2 separate regions of the Mus musculus genome follow, and region 2 is linked to region 1. A link is a contact called in public HiChIP or PLAC-seq data. All regions are on one chromosome and are shown on one strand. Each heading gives the region's core, a stretch centred on a gene start, on an enhancer-like site or on the middle of the called end of the contact. The rest is flanking DNA. Distances are from core to core; before and after follow the strand shown. Region 1 overlaps Ccdc3 (coiled-coil domain containing 3). Region 2 overlaps Cdc123 (cell division cycle 123).

What was found. HiChIP or PLAC-seq counts read pairs in DNA pulled down with a chosen protein or histone mark.
Region 2: a contact with region 1 is called in an H3K27ac HiChIP or PLAC-seq map of embryonic stem cells, with 2.9 times the contacts expected there. The contact joins two enhancer-like sites. A contact is called at or near these places in 1 of 484 Hi-C or Micro-C datasets (embryonic fibroblasts) and 2 of 115 datasets of contacts at active chromatin or transcription factors (both in embryonic stem cells).

Annotation. Positions count from the first base shown.
Region 1 is chr2:5,217,406-5,225,106 of GRCm38.p6, reverse strand. The region is part of intron 2 of Ccdc3 (coiled-coil domain containing 3); the gene reads right to left. Gm46729 (a long non-coding RNA gene) reads right to left here. Exons shown (of 3, transcript XR_001783223.1): 3 at 4,253-4,468. Among named protein-coding and RNA genes, the nearest start is that of Gm46729, 5.9 kb to the right of the region's middle. Within about 2 kb of position 4,961, at least 20 of the 459 cell types and tissues checked have an H3K27ac peak or open chromatin away from gene starts, as enhancers often do. A contact at or near this core is called in embryonic stem cells, where this site is marked.
Region 2 is chr2:5,806,673-5,813,931 of GRCm38.p6, reverse strand. It overlaps Cdc123 (cell division cycle 123), which reads left to right. Exons shown (of 13, transcript NM_133837.5): 7 at 3,088-3,136; 8 at 6,426-6,501. Among named protein-coding and RNA genes, the nearest start is that of Gm29984, 15 kb to the left of the region's middle. Within about 2 kb of position 1,726, at least 23 of the 459 cell types and tissues checked have an H3K27ac peak or open chromatin away from gene starts, as enhancers often do. A contact at or near this core is called in embryonic stem cells, where this site is marked.

The DNA.
Region 1 (7,701 bases), core at 3,712-6,211:
ATACTCTTGCTTGCTCCATCCTCTCAGAGTCTCCACTTCAGGAAGCCTGACTGGCCACTCACAGTTTCCTTGCATGTAGCATAAAATTAAACACCAGGGTTGAAAGATTTAATGAGTTTTTTTTCTAGAAAGCTTTTGGGCTCATGTCCTGATACATATTAAAGTCATTGTCAGCCAGTAGTCGAAAATACAGGGGCATGGTTTAAAACTGGACCTCTGTGGTCAGACCCTCCTACACATCTCCAGTCTTGCTAACAGTTTGTGCACCACAAGCTTGACCACAAAGCATGCTGGCTCCCAGTTCTTCCACCAGCTCATTGTGGTCCTTCTCAACTCCAAGTCTATGCCTCTGTCTCTCTTCCTAGAGCACCAGTCTCCTGCAGCAGTCTCTGAACCTTCTTAAAAAGACAAGTCTCACGTAACCCAAGCTGGTTTCAAAATTATTATGTAGCCCAGGCTAGCTGTGAATTCTATGATCTTCCTCTCTCAGGGCCTGAGTGCCCGGACTCTAAGCATATGCCACTATATCTAGCTGTCTGGCTATCTCACAAGCCCTCTGTGGGTCTGCTTTCATGGTGCCACCTATACCACGCTATCTCTCCTGCAGTTATTCATACTAGGGATAATGAGTCTCTGTGTCCTTGGCAGATCACAAAATTTTCAAGATCTAACTCAACATTGACCTGTGGGTTCTTGTTGCCTAGCAATTTTGGATATATGAGGAAAAAATGAGCAAGTGTTCCAAAATTGTCATTTTAACCGTTTTAAGCTCCTGGAATGTTTCAAGGAAACCACATATGCAATACCACCCTCTTCTGGCCAAAATGACCCACCCTCCCCAATAAACACACACACACACACACACACACACACACACACACACACAGAAGAGAATTTGGACAAAAACCTCGAGGAACTCATTCTATTTCTATCATATATGTGTGAGTAAGTACGACCTCTATATTTTAAAATTCCAAATATCTAAGTAGCTGGGAGAAACACTTTGCATCCATTCTCCTTATACTGAGGTCCTTGAAGGAGTTAGAGTAGATTTTTCAAGAACAGGATAAAAGAAAATGATAAGCAGTGTCTACCAAACCAAGAGACCCAGGTCTTTCCATTTGAGCAGAATCCATTAGTATATCCTAGACTATCACATCAAGGAAGAGTTAAAGGGATCATGAGACATGAGCTATCACCATGGACAAAGTTTGTCCTGGGTCCCCAACATTCCTAGACCCAAGGGAAAACAAGTCCCTATTCTAGGGACACCAGGTCAAGAAAAGCACAAATAACACAGGCAGCCAATGACCTAAAGAAGGCAAGATGAATCTGAGAGGCACCAAGCTGTCTTGGGGTTGGAGTGAGTATACTAGAGGTAGAAATGACAAGTTCCAAAGCAAGGTTAAATGTGTTTCTTGGTGAATCATCCTGTGGTCCTCATGGCTTCTCCTTCCCCCAGAGGAGCAAAGAAAGACATCAAAGGACTCACTTGTCCAACGCCACCAGTAGCAAAGCCATAATCCAAGACTACAGTCACACAAGTCTTTCCTCTTCAGCAAACATGTCATGTGCACCGAGACAATACCATGACATAATGAAGCTGTTGCCCATAAAAGCTAAAGTGGTTCTCCTGGGTTCTAGCCATCACTGCTCCCCCCAAAAGTGAGAATTCCTAAGAGGAGAACTATGCTTTTCAAATACATGTTTCTTTAAGAAACTCCTGTTTCTGAGCAGGTAGGGGACCCCTGGATCTCCTGCATGTGGAAAGGACTATGGTGTGTGTGTGGGGGGGGGGGGGGTAGTGAGTGAGACCTAAAGTGACTAAGTAAAAAAAATTAAATTAAAAAGACATCTAAAAAACAAAAGAAAAGAAAGAGAAGAAAAGAAAAAAAGAAAAGAAAAAGAAACTTCTGTTTGTAGAATACTTTCCAAATGAACTCAATCTCTTAACATTTTCTGGGGAAAAAAAAAAAAAAAGAAAAAGGAAAAATAGAAAAGGCCAAGATGTGCTCTTTGCTCCTCACTTAGCTTTGAGGTTATTTGCTCATTTATTTAGCTTTGAGGTCCTTTTTTCAGTAATTTGAGCTGCAGAGGGAGGAGGCCTGGCTGGGCTGGAGCAGGTACTACACATAGTCTTTGAAAAAGAACCAACAAGAAAGGTCCTGGGAGGAGAACCACACATCCCCCAGCCTGTCCCTGCAGAACCCCTGCACTTTCCCCAGGCTAACCCGGGAAGATGACTCTCCAGCTAGATGCTTAAGCACCTCCACTTGGCCTGTGGCAGAGTTTTATCTGGAAGTTTCCGTGTGGCTGAGAGAAGCCTGACTTGGGGCAGATGGGCAAACTGCCAGCAGGTAGAGATTGCTCTCTGATGTTTTAACAAGTTAGGCTGAGGGCCCCAGGCTTCCTTCTCTTTTAAAACTGTGTCTGTCTAAAGCTGAAGCAGTAACAAGCTAATTATCAATCAACTTTTTAAAAGACAAATAAGGAGCCAAGACTGGATTCTTGGTTCTGTCAAACACAAGGACCTGAGCTCAGCTCCCCAGATGCTAAGTAAAAACCTAGGTGCAGAGATGCACACTTATAACCTTGGAGTTGGAGAGACAGCGATAGAGCATCCTTGAGTCTGGTTGACCAGCTAGCCTAGTCGGATTGGCAAGCCCTGGGTCTTAGGTCCCACTAAGAGATCCTGTCTAAAAAGAAAAGAAAAAAAAAAAAAAAACAGTGTGGGGCCAGCTAGGTGATCAAGCCTGACAACCTGAATTTTATCCTCAAGAGCCACATGGTGGAAGGAGAGAGCCATCCTCTGCGAGTAGTCTTCTGGCCTCCAAGCAGTGCACACATTATATGACTGTTAAAGATAAATAAATTACAGTAAGATAGAAAACAACTTTAAAAGGTACCCAATGCTGACCTCTGGCTTCCACACGCATGTTCACAGTGCACACGGCTCATGCACACAAGCAGGTATACGTATATACGCACACACGCAAAGCAATCCAAACGTGGACAGTTTAAATCATCTGTGAGTGCACGTAGAGAAAGGCACTGTTGACATATCACTGCATGTGTTCCTACAGTTGGGTTCTGGTCCAGGAAAGTACCTAAAGATTTCAAGCAAAACTGGAATCATGCTGCTATTACATTGCCTGCTCTAATCTTTCCCTGGAATCTTATCATATTTTGCTATAAAAGTACCTTTTATTTGCCTGAAGTTAATAATCGTCTCTGAGGGTTACTGTCTCACTCTGCTAACATAGGCCTAGTCCTGGAAGCTTCTAGCCTCCATACAATATTATCTAGGCCTAGAATATTTTCAGCCTTGAGGACTTACTGCTGAATAAGCTCACCGTTTCTAGCTCTTTCTGAACTTTGGCTGGCTGATCAACCTAGCTACTCTGACTCAAACTACTCTCCAAGCTGACTGATTCAGTCTGGCTTCTCTCAGTTTCTCCTGAATAGCTCTGCTTGTCCTCATACTAACTCCAGAAATATGTTCTAATCTTCTAACTCCTTCTCATTTTCTGGCTCATTCTATCTTCACCCTTGTCTAGCTTGTTCTCTCTTCTCTATAAGACTCTCCTGGTAAAACTGACCCCTCCTCCTTCCTGCCCTACCTCTCTTTCCTTGCCTCATGAGAGCTGGGCAGCCCTTTCCTCTCCTCATGAGAGCTAGGCAGATCCTATTTTGTCAAGTCTTTCTCTGATTTGTCACTTTGTCCGCCCCTCAATTAGACATCACTTTCAAACACGGGTCTTTCCTTCTACAAACTAACTTTACCTTCATCCCTTCATCATTTGGTATTAAAGATGAGTACTAAGGGCATGTCTGTATTCCAGCCAGAGGAATTAAAGGTGGTTTCTGAGGCTAAGCCACACTACAACAAGAAACAGGGTCCCCCCCACCCTGCATGTATTAGTTAGGGTTCTCTAGAGTCACAGAACTTATGGGTAGTCTCTATTTAGTAAAGGAATTTATTGATGACTTACAGTCTGCAGTCCAATTCCCAACAATGGTTCAGTAGTAGCTGTGACTGGAAGTCCAAGGATCTAGCAGTTACTCAGTCCCACACAGCAAGCAGGCAAGGGAGGGATATTCTTTACTAGCTTGCTTCGCCTGGCTTGCTCAGCCTGCTCTCTTATAGAACCAAGACTACCAGCCCAGAGATGGTCCCACCCACAAGGGGCCTTTCCCCCTTGATCACTAATTGAGAAAATGCCTTACCGTTGGATCTCATGGAAGCTCCTTTCTCTGTGATAACTCCAGCTGTGTCAAGTTGACACAAGACTAGCCAGCACACCACAGGAACCAACACAATCTCGGGGTTTACAGTGTGATCAAATACTCTGCAACATTTTCCAGACGCTGGTCTGCATAGTTCTTTCATTGAGTATCTCAATATAAGCAGGTGTAAGAAGCATTGCAAGGCCCCCAGTCAGGAACCCTTTCTCCTGATAACCACAGGCTGAGGAGAGAGAGGAGTATGGGATTGGTGCTGATACATCCTTGAGGCCAAGTGATCTTGATGCATACATTTTGGTCGCCCACCTCCATTGACAGGACACACCTATGGAGTGTTCCTTGTCTGAACCTCTGTTTGGTATATTCCTATCTGGTTTTCATTTCCCCCCAGGAGCTCAGGTGCTGTGAGGTTTTATAGTCACAACCTTGAGAGGGTAAGGAAGGGTATCCATGTTACAGTCCAGAATCATCTACCACTTCCAAATTAGTTTAGCTTTCTTATACTCTTTCCTTCCCTCCCTCCTTCCAGCTCACCTCCTTTTTGTTCTCTTCAGCAAACAAAACTAAACAAAATACTTGCCATTGTGTGCCTGGGCTATGTGAGGGGTAGAAGGGTTTCCTGGGTTCTTTGTAACACAATGGTAAGCATTGTATCTAGCCAAACAAATGTAGTGTGTCTAAAAGTCACTGTTTCCTAGTAGTGGGCATAACAAATGTGCTCCCTGGGAGTGCCTTTCTGCACAGCTGCTTTCAATTTAAATAACCATCTACAAGGACAAGACAATGTGTACTTTCTGAAGTATAAAGAAACAGAAGGACTGTCCAAAAGTAACAAGACAGACAAATAGTTTGCATTTTAAACACCTCATTCCCATTCTTGGGATTCAAAATAAGAAGGAAGTGGGAGAGGATTTTTTTTTAAAGGAGAGTAATCTAACTATGGCCTATCACAGTATCTTGCCCCGCATGAGTAAAGTTTTATTAGAATATAGCTACAATTGTATGTTTGCATATTATGTGTGGCATTTATTGTGCTACAGTGACAGTTAAGTAGTTGCCACAAAGACCTTGTGGTCCTAGGCTTAAGATATTTACTATCTGGTTCTTCATAAGGCTAGGGAGCATCTGAAACCTGACTGAGGAGGGACAAATGGAGGTGAAAATGTGATAATTAACCACTCGATGGATTGGGAGGGAAGGTGTTCGACAGACAGCCAAAGACTGAAGGAAGAACAAGGAACAGACGAACACTTTAATCAGAGCTTTCTGGGACCTTGTATATCCACCCCTCACACCCAAAATCACATTCATACCACTCTGGAACACTAACATGTGATTTCTGTGGGTCACAGCCCAGGATACCAGTAATCTTTGTTCAAAGGTCATTGCACTCCAGCCCAATGGACTGTGGCCAATTTCAAAAGTCCAGATGGAGATGTAAACTTTATACAATGTTAAACTGTAGAAGGTCTAAAAACAGTAGCCAGTACAGGTCAGGATTGCTTCACCATCTGCACTACGGGAGCTCAGCTGGCCTCAGCTCAGATACCCACAGTTCTCTTTGGCCCTTCTGCAAATCAGTTGGAAAGTTAGCCTTGCTACATCATTTAACTCCAGAAAGAGACAGAGAGAGAGAGAGAGACAGACAGACAGACAGACAAGCAGTCCCCAAGCTGAGCCAAACCCACAGTTACTAGGGAAACACCCAAACCTTGGAAGTGACAAACAGGGCAGTTCTTCTGAGGACTCTCTTGAGGGACAGCCTGAGATGCCAATGACAGCATTTGACTTGTTGGTGGCTCCTTTGCTCTACCCAAAATCAAAAGTGTTGCCTTCTCTGTGCCAGGTGCCAAGAAAAGAAAAGGCTTTGTGACCTGAAGGCAAGGTATGTGGGGAAGAGGAAGGAGGCCGTGGGGTTAAGTCGAAAGTCATGAGAGAGTTGGAGTGAGAGTTATCTCCCATTGGTCTGAGTAAGGAGGCCCAGGCTCCCCACTTGGCCTGTCTGAGCTCATCCCCAGGCCCCACCCCCTATTCACTTAGCCAAGGAAGGAACCATCAAACACCCCTGATAAAAGGGGGGGGGGCCTTCCGAGTTGGGCAAAACTGGGACTGAATCCTTGTTCATAGGATTTGACACCCCACATTGATATTACTCTGTGTGACCTGCCCCATCATCTAACAGCAAGGCCTTAGTCAAAGAATCTGCCTTAGCAATGTTTTCTCACACATAGAATAGCATAACACCACCAGTGTGGTGATTGAATAGGAATGCCCCCATAGGCTCATATATTTAAATGGGTAGTTACTAGGGAGTGGCCCTGCTTGAGAGTGGCCTATTAGGAGCTATGGCCTTGGTGGGAGAAGTGTGTCACTGGAAGTGGGCTCTGGGGTTTTAAAAGCTCAAGCCAGACCCAGTGTCTCTCTCTTCCTGCTGCCTGTGGATCCAGATGTATTATATGGTGGCCTATATACCACCATGCTCACTGCCATAATGATAATGGACTAAACACTTGAAACTATAAGCAAGCTCCAATTAAATGTTGTTTTAAATAAGGGTTGCCATGGTTATGGTATCTCTTCACAACCATAGAACTTTGACTAAGCCTATTTCATTGAACTTCCTGGAAGATTAAGTTGGTTAATATATTGAGTTTTTGATGGTGCATCTGACAAACAATAAACTTGACCCTCATTGATTGAAAGCGCCTCTCAACCATAGCGGAGTCTTTCAAACCATGTAGATCTTTGCACAGGTATTTCTCTATTGACCCTTCCTCACATCTTTGTATAATTGATAACATTCTTTGGGTTCTCCAAGTCTTTGAGGCCTTCCTGATTCCTCCAGGCAGAGCTCAATAATTCCTCTTGAATCCACTTAAGTGCATCACATTGTTCTCTTATGGTTCATCTCACTCTGTCCTAGGCCTCCTAGGTTTTGAACCCCTTGTATCCAGCGCCAAGCACATAGTAAGTCCTTAGTGACTAATGGGAGGAAAAGTTTAAGTTGAAACAGGAACAAGTTCAATGGTTTGAACCTAAGCCACCAAGAAAATTATCTTTTGAGTCTAAGGGGTCCCCCATCACCCTGTGAGTCTCTGAGTCCCATGAATGTTTAGTAATTTTGACTTGTTCTGACTATATTTGGATTGACTTTTAGGATTTCTGCACTTAATAAATGTTCTTTTTCTGATCCTGCCTTGGTCTTACTTGGTTAAGTTATTTTGTACATCCTCATGTCAAATCCTGTAGAAGCAGAGCGTGTTGGAAATGAGAAAAGAGCATTTGAGGGAAGAAATGCTGGATTTCATAAGACTTCGTTGTGTAGTTAGCTTCAGTAAGCAACTTGACTTAACATATGCTCTTCTGAAGAAACCTTCCATTGAGGAACATGGCTTCTGGCCATGTGTGTGAATTGTTGTCTAGATTGACAATTGACGTGTGAGGGTCCAGCCCACT
Region 2 (7,259 bases), core at 477-2,976, 590 kb before region 1:
GACATAGGTTATCTACCCTAGACTATTCTGCTTGTCTCCGTCATGCCTGGTGTCACAACATAGGAACTCCATTAATATTCTTAGTGCTTCTCATGCTGGCCCTCGTGGGAAAGAGCAGTTATTTTTAAAGAATTGAACAATTGTAGTGATTTTTATTAACCTGACATTTCATGGCTTCAATTTTGATCAACCTGAAACGACCTGTAAGATTTATTTTTGCTTAAGCAATGTTAAATGTACTCATAGTTAGTTTTGAAGTATAGCTACTTCGGGTAACCTTAGTTGAACTTGAAGCAAGGGATTTTTGCTTTTAAGGGCAATGAGGTCCTCAGGTTGCACCTCTGAGTGGTAGGGCGCGGTAACAGACACTTCCTGACTTTCTTATGGAAAGAAAATTTGGTTAATGATAGCTTTTGTTTTCCTTTTCAACACGAGTCCTGCTTGAGGCTAAAGTCTTGTCAGTGTGTGTATTAAGTATTTCTCTCTCTGTCTCTGTCTCTGTCTCTCTCTGTCTCTCTCTGTCTCTCTCTCTCTCTCTCTCTCTCTCTCTCTCTCCTCTATCCCCTCTATCCCCACCCCCAGCCTCCCTGTGCCTCCCCACTAAACTTAACCCAGGAGTTTTAGTAAGAGTTCTAGCACCTCCATCCATGAGAGTCATAGTGTACCTTCTGACTGAATGCTCCTTTCACCCTTGTTACCTCAGTAGTACATGGCACACGTAAACATTTGCTACTGTAAAAACAGAAAGGCCATTGGCAGCTTAATAAAGCACACTGTGTACCTTTCTTTTGAAACGTGTTGTAGATTATATCATTTGGTTCCCAGTTATTAGTGGTTCTAGAAGTCTGTGTTCTCTGGATTTCAGCTAGTCAAGTTGACCACAATTGTTACTGTTTGCAATGTGAAAACATAAATGATTGCAGAGTGCCAACGTGCCACAGAGTCAGGGAGGCCAAAGGCTTTTACACTGGGTTTGTGTTTGAATGGCTCGATGCTTCCCTTCCTCAAACTGGATCCAAGGCTTCATGCCTGCTGAGCATAAACCTCAATACCTCACTACCCACTACCTTCAAGACAGCCTTTAAAAGATTTCTCTGTGCCCGAGAAATCCTGTCTTTCATTGGTCAGCACATCTGTTAGCTGAATCCTTCTCCTGTGACAAAGCAAGAGGAGGAGGATCTAGTTCTGCTCACAGTTCAGGGGCCTTAACTGCAGTGGTGGCCTCGTGGCTCTGTGCCCACAGTGAGGCAGAGCAGTATGGCGGAGAGCTACCCGCCTCCTGGTGCCGGGGAAGCAGAGACTTGGTCTGACTTCATACACTCACCCCACTGCTGAGTTCCCGGGCTTACAGCTGGAGACACGTATTGAACACATGAACGTGTGAGGGCCATCTTACTTCCAACCGTAATAGCCACAAGGGGGGAAGTGCTCTTGTTTTCTTCATGCTCGGTTTTCACAATTGTATATTACATATTACGAGTGATGCACATGTACAACTACCTTTTTTTCCCACCAATTTTGTCAAGCTCCCTACAATAATGCATGTCAGTGGTAAATTAAAAGTAAAAATGAGCCAGGCGGTGGTGGCGCACTCCTTTAATCCCAGCACTTGGGAGGCAGAGGCAGGCAGATTTCTGAGTTCGAGGCCAGCCTGGTCTACAGAGTGAGTTCCAGGACAGCCAGGGCTACACAGAAAAATCCTGTCTTGAAAATCCAAAAAATAAAATAAAATAAAACAAATAAAGATGAGTAGCAGTAGAGGGACGGATCACCTGGGCTTTCCCCCTTGTCCTGGTTTGCTTTGTTTCTCTGTTGCTGTGATAAAATACAGACCCAAAGCAACTTGGGGAGGCAAAGGATTTATTTCGTCTTCCTGCTTAGAGTCATTATCAAGGGAAGCTAAGGCGGGAACTAAAGCAGAGGCCACGGGGCGGGGGGGTGGGGGGGGGCTGCTTACTGACTTGCTCCCCATGCCTTGCTTAGCTACTTCCTTAAACAAGGACAGCTTCCTTGCCCGGGATAGCGCTGCTCGCAGTGGACTGGACCCTCCCGTATCAATCATCAATTAAAAGAGAAAATGCCCCCACAGACCTGTGCACAGGCCAGTCTGATGGAGGTAGGCTCCCACTAAGCTCCCCCTTCTCAGGTGACTCTAGTTTGGGTGAAAGAGACACAAAGTAACCAGCGCTCGGTGTCCACAGCTTTCACCCATCTTCATTGCTGATGCACACCCATGCCTGCTAATCTCATGGGGTTCTTGTCTTCATATTCCTGTCCTGCTGTGGCATGTTTCCCTTTGCCTCAAAGTGGATCCCCTTTCTACTTCCTCCTCTCCCTCCCACACATGACAGCCAGCAAGTTGCTTCCTTGTTTGTTCCATCGGAGTATTTTATTCTCCCTGGTGTTCTGAAATGATCTGTGTACCTGCTAGCTTCCTCTGTCATGCCTCATAAAGCACTTTGGGGTCCTAGGTGATTTGTGGTCCTGGTGCCTAGTCCAGGGCTTGGCACAGATGGGCGTTTTGTAATACTCTATTTTATTGTTCATGAAACAGTCCTTAGAGGGGATGCTTAACGGAGGGTTGTATGGTTCTGTCCAAGGTCTTTTGCAATGACAGACATTGTGGCTTTCTGTGGCCAAGCTACTGTCCACAGAGCAGTCCTCAGTGTACTCCTCAGGGTTATCACTAAGGTGGATGGTGCTGCCATCCTACCTTCACTAAAGATGGAGCATAGCCATGTTGCGTGGCTCTCAGTGGCAGAGCTGATGTCATAGAACAGTATGCAGCCTGCTGACTCCGCAGCAGGACGGACACCGAGAGTGGACAGACTTACCGTCACTCAGAGCTGGTCAGCCTGAGTTGTGTATCGTCCTAGCTTATTTGCCAAGCTTGGACTTTTTTGAATTTTAGATTCTTTGCCCATTGACAGGAAAATGGAGGTTACTGGAGCTGCTTGTGCTGTGTTGAGGATTAAATGCGCCTGCGTAGTACTCAACAGCAAGCAATGCTTCATGGGATCAAAGCTCATATTGTTTATGAAGATGTCTGCATAAATTAACAAAAAAATTGCATTTTTCTCTCCAAAGGTTTATTCATTGCACTGATGACTCTCCAGACCCTTGTATAGAGTACGAGGTAAGCGGCTTGTTCGCCTTAGACCATTGAGAATCCCGGACAAAGGTCCTGGAAGTGTGCTGCTTATTTGTAAATGAAAAATTGTAGTCTAATTTCTCTGGGAACGTAAAACGGCTAAATTTTACATTTAAGAAATTTGTCGTACATATAGAAGAATATATATTATTTTTAGTTGGGGCATGGTGGAGCATGTTGGTGCATGTCTTTAATCCCAGCAGAGGCAGGCAGATGGCTGAGTTCAAGGACAGGCTGGTCTACAAAGCAAATTTCAGGCCAGTCAAAGTCACACAGTGAGACTCTGTCTCAAACAAAAGAGAGGGCAGGGCGGGGAGTATCTTAGTCATTGTTCTATTGCTATGAAGAGACACCATGGCCACAGCAACTCCTATAAAAGAAAATATTTAATTAGGGCTTGCTTACCATTTCAAAGATTTAGTTTATTATCAGGATGTTTAGGAGCATGGTGCCATGCAGCAGATATGGTGCTAGAAAGAGGTCTCCATCCAGATGGACAGGCAGCAGGGAGAGAGGGAGCACTGGGCCTCGCTCACCCTCCTCAACACACTTCTTCCAATAAGACCACACCTCCTAATAGGGCCACTCCCTGGTGACCAAGCATTCAAATCCATGAGCCTATTGGGGCCATTCTTACTCAGGCCACCACAGAAAGAAAAAGAAAATGTACTATTTGTAGACTATATACTAGGATATATATACTGTACACAGAGAATATACACAGTCTTGTATAACATAAATGTCTTTGTACTTTTCACCCAGCCAAATCTAGTTCAGTGTCTGTACCTTCATGACCTGTGCCTGCCAGCCAGGGCCACAACCTACCTGCTCTCCATAGCCTTCAAAATAGCACCATGAGCTGGAAACCTGTGGCGGACATCCCAAACTCAAACTGCATTACTGAGAGCAACACCATCCTCACTTTAGTGGCAGCTCCTTCTCCCACTCACTCATCCTACAGAGAAGGTGGAGAAGGTGGAGAGCGATGACACGGACTGAGGAAGGATTGGAATTGATGCAAGCTCCAGGCTTTGCTCCATTTTCTGAAGATTTACACATAGATACCTCTCAATGGGCAGTAGTCTTAAATATAGCTAATTTCTTAACTAATTAATTGATTCTGGAGTTTTCTTATCCTTTAAATGCTGCATAGTAGACTATCACTTGTAATTACTCTTGATTCCTTTTGAATTTGTACTGTCAAATACAGTATTTCTGAACAGTAACTGGTCATCATTGCTTTTTAATTGTAAAACATTTTCATATTTGGTTTTATAGTATCTTAGAATTAGTACCATGATTAAAATTTCCTTCTGCATTATTTGCTTCTAGACATCTCTAGATATATGTGCTTTCAAGATCTGTCTAGGGACTGGGGTTGCAGCTTAGGAGTGAAGTGTTTGCATGCCATGCTTTAGGTCCTGGGTTTGTCTCTAGCATCATGGAGAAAATATTGTCCACTGATACTCACTGTACTAAATATTTTTATATTGAAAGATCTTCTATGAATATATTGTCTATATGGAACATTGAATTTATTATTTATTAGGCCACTAAATAGTTACTAGGTCTTAGAGGGTTTGGTCTTTACATACAAGTATGAATATGCCTCCCCCCCACCCGGCTTATTTCTAGAGCGTATTTTCCCATGTCAGTCTTTTATAACACTATTTATATGCACATTGCATATTTATATCTACTGTTTTGCTGAACAGCTTACTGTGACGCACCTGTTATGTGTTAGGATTTGGTGCTAGGTATACAGGACCTGCACAGAGTGTTATTTACTCGTTCACTGAGGTATGGTGCTGGTTGAAATGGTGTCTAATGGTGTCTGAAGCTGAGGTTTACTTCCCAGTCCTCTGCTGTTTGATGCGGCAGCAGCATGCTAAGACACTGGAGTTAAAGCTGGGGAAGTGAGGTTCTCAAGTAATTACAGTGAAAAACGTTGCAAGCAGAGTCCCATACAGCATATGCTCCTGTCTGTGTACTTAAAAACGTTTCCATCTGCTGTGCACTTGGTATTCCTGGACCACTTCTTGAAAGACAAACAGGAACCAGAAAGCTCGGGTTGCTTCCGAGGACTACAGAAGAACTGGGCAAGGAGAACGGCTTTACCATTTCGTACTTTAAAAACCAATTAGTGTGTGTTACTTACTGCTGTTAGTGTACCACACTTGCTTAGTTTGTTGCTAGTTTGAAAATGACTGTAGCCACGTTACACCCACACTCGTACCCCAGGATTGACTTTTAATACATAAGAACTGATAATATTTTAGTTTGAGACTCACAGGGTTTTTTTTTTTTAATATATTTAATTTGTTCACTTTATTTTATGTATGAGTGTTTACAAGCATGTATATGCACTGTATGTGTGCTTGGTGCCCACAGAGATCAGAAGAGGGTATCAGATCCCCCTAGTACTGGAGTTATAGGAGGTTGTAGACCAACCTGTGTGCTGGGAATTGAACCCAGTTCTCTGCAACAGCACCAAGTGCTCGTAACTACAGAACTATCTCCCTAGCAAATACCACATTTGCAAGGTTTAACCCAGAGCTCTCAGCAATGAAGGATGAACTCAGTGCATTTGGAAGTCTTAAGACATTTAATAAAAAACTTAATTTTCTCTAAGAAGAGGAAATTATTACCAGATAATTTAAATGCCAGAAAAACTGAGGAACCACTACCCAGCTAAGACCTCAGTGATAACAGCTTGGTCCTTCCCTTTCTTGAAAGAGGGAGAGAGGAAGGGCAGGGAAGAAGAGGGAGGCCGAGACTCTCATAAGTAGTTTCTATAACATCTTAAACTTTACAAACAGATGTGCTGCTGCCTGAACCCAGGACCCCAGTGCTGAGAAGATAGATAGATAGATAGATAGATAGATAGATAGATAGATAGAGACAGACAGACAGACAGACAGACAGACAGACAGACAGACACTCACTCTTCAAGAGGGACACAATATACAACCAGCAGGGCAGCTTGTGGCGCAGTGGTGGTGAGATTTGCCTTCTTTATCTGTTTCTAATCTCTCCAAATGGTGACCCCGTCTTCGCTAGGATGCTCCTCAGGCTCTGAGCTGCTTAAGCAAGCGCTGAACCGCTAAGCCAAACCTAAAACCTCAATTCTGATAGGGTTGCAGCTCCTGTCACATCTCCTGTTTTAGGTGGCCTCTTTATCACAAAACCACTTTTAATGACAATCATTATAATAAGATTTTCACATGAAAGGCTCTTCTCATATACTTCTGTTATATTTATTCCGTGTCTACAGCTTGTTCTCCGAAAATGGTGTGAATTAATTCCTGGGGCTGAATTCCGATGTTTTGTCAAAGAAAATAAGCTTATTGGTGAGTTCTTCTTGTCCTTGAAGGTAATCTTTAATGTGTATATGTTTCCAGAAAGTGAGCCCAGATCCTAGTACATGCTAGGTAAGTGCTCTGTTATAGCCCTTTCCCCAGAGGAGCCTTTAAAAGAGGATTGCTGACAAGGTGGCCCAGCTGGTAAAAGCCACCAAGCCTGATAGCCTCAGGCCAGTCCCAGAGCCTGTGTGGTAGGAGAGAACTAACTCCCAGTCTTTGACCACCATGTGCACTTGCTTAATCAAAGGTGTGTGCCCCTCACACACTCGTGTGTGCCCCTCACACACTCATGTGTACCCATGCACATTAATCAAGCAAACAGTAAACTTTATTTTTAAAAGAGAAAGATAACTGTGTTGTAAATTTTAGAATTTCACTTTTATGGTTGAGTTATATTTCATTGTGTGAATATATTAATTTTATCATTATTTTGATCATATATGTATCAGAGTGTCACACTACTTCATAAATATGTACAATGATCATGTTTCATTGGAAAATAGCCAAAGGAGAAAAAACAAGCTTTTGATGGAAATAGTTTCAATAATTAGGACAGGGGTTTGATATTGAGTCTGGAGTTCTGTGTTAATAAGGGTCCTGAGCCTGCAAAGACAAAAATCACATGATCATCTCATTAGATGCTGAGAAAGCACTTGACAAAATCCAACACCCCTTCATCATAAAAGTCATGGAAAGAGCAGGAATTCAAGGCCAATACCTAAACATAATAAAAGCAATCTACAGCA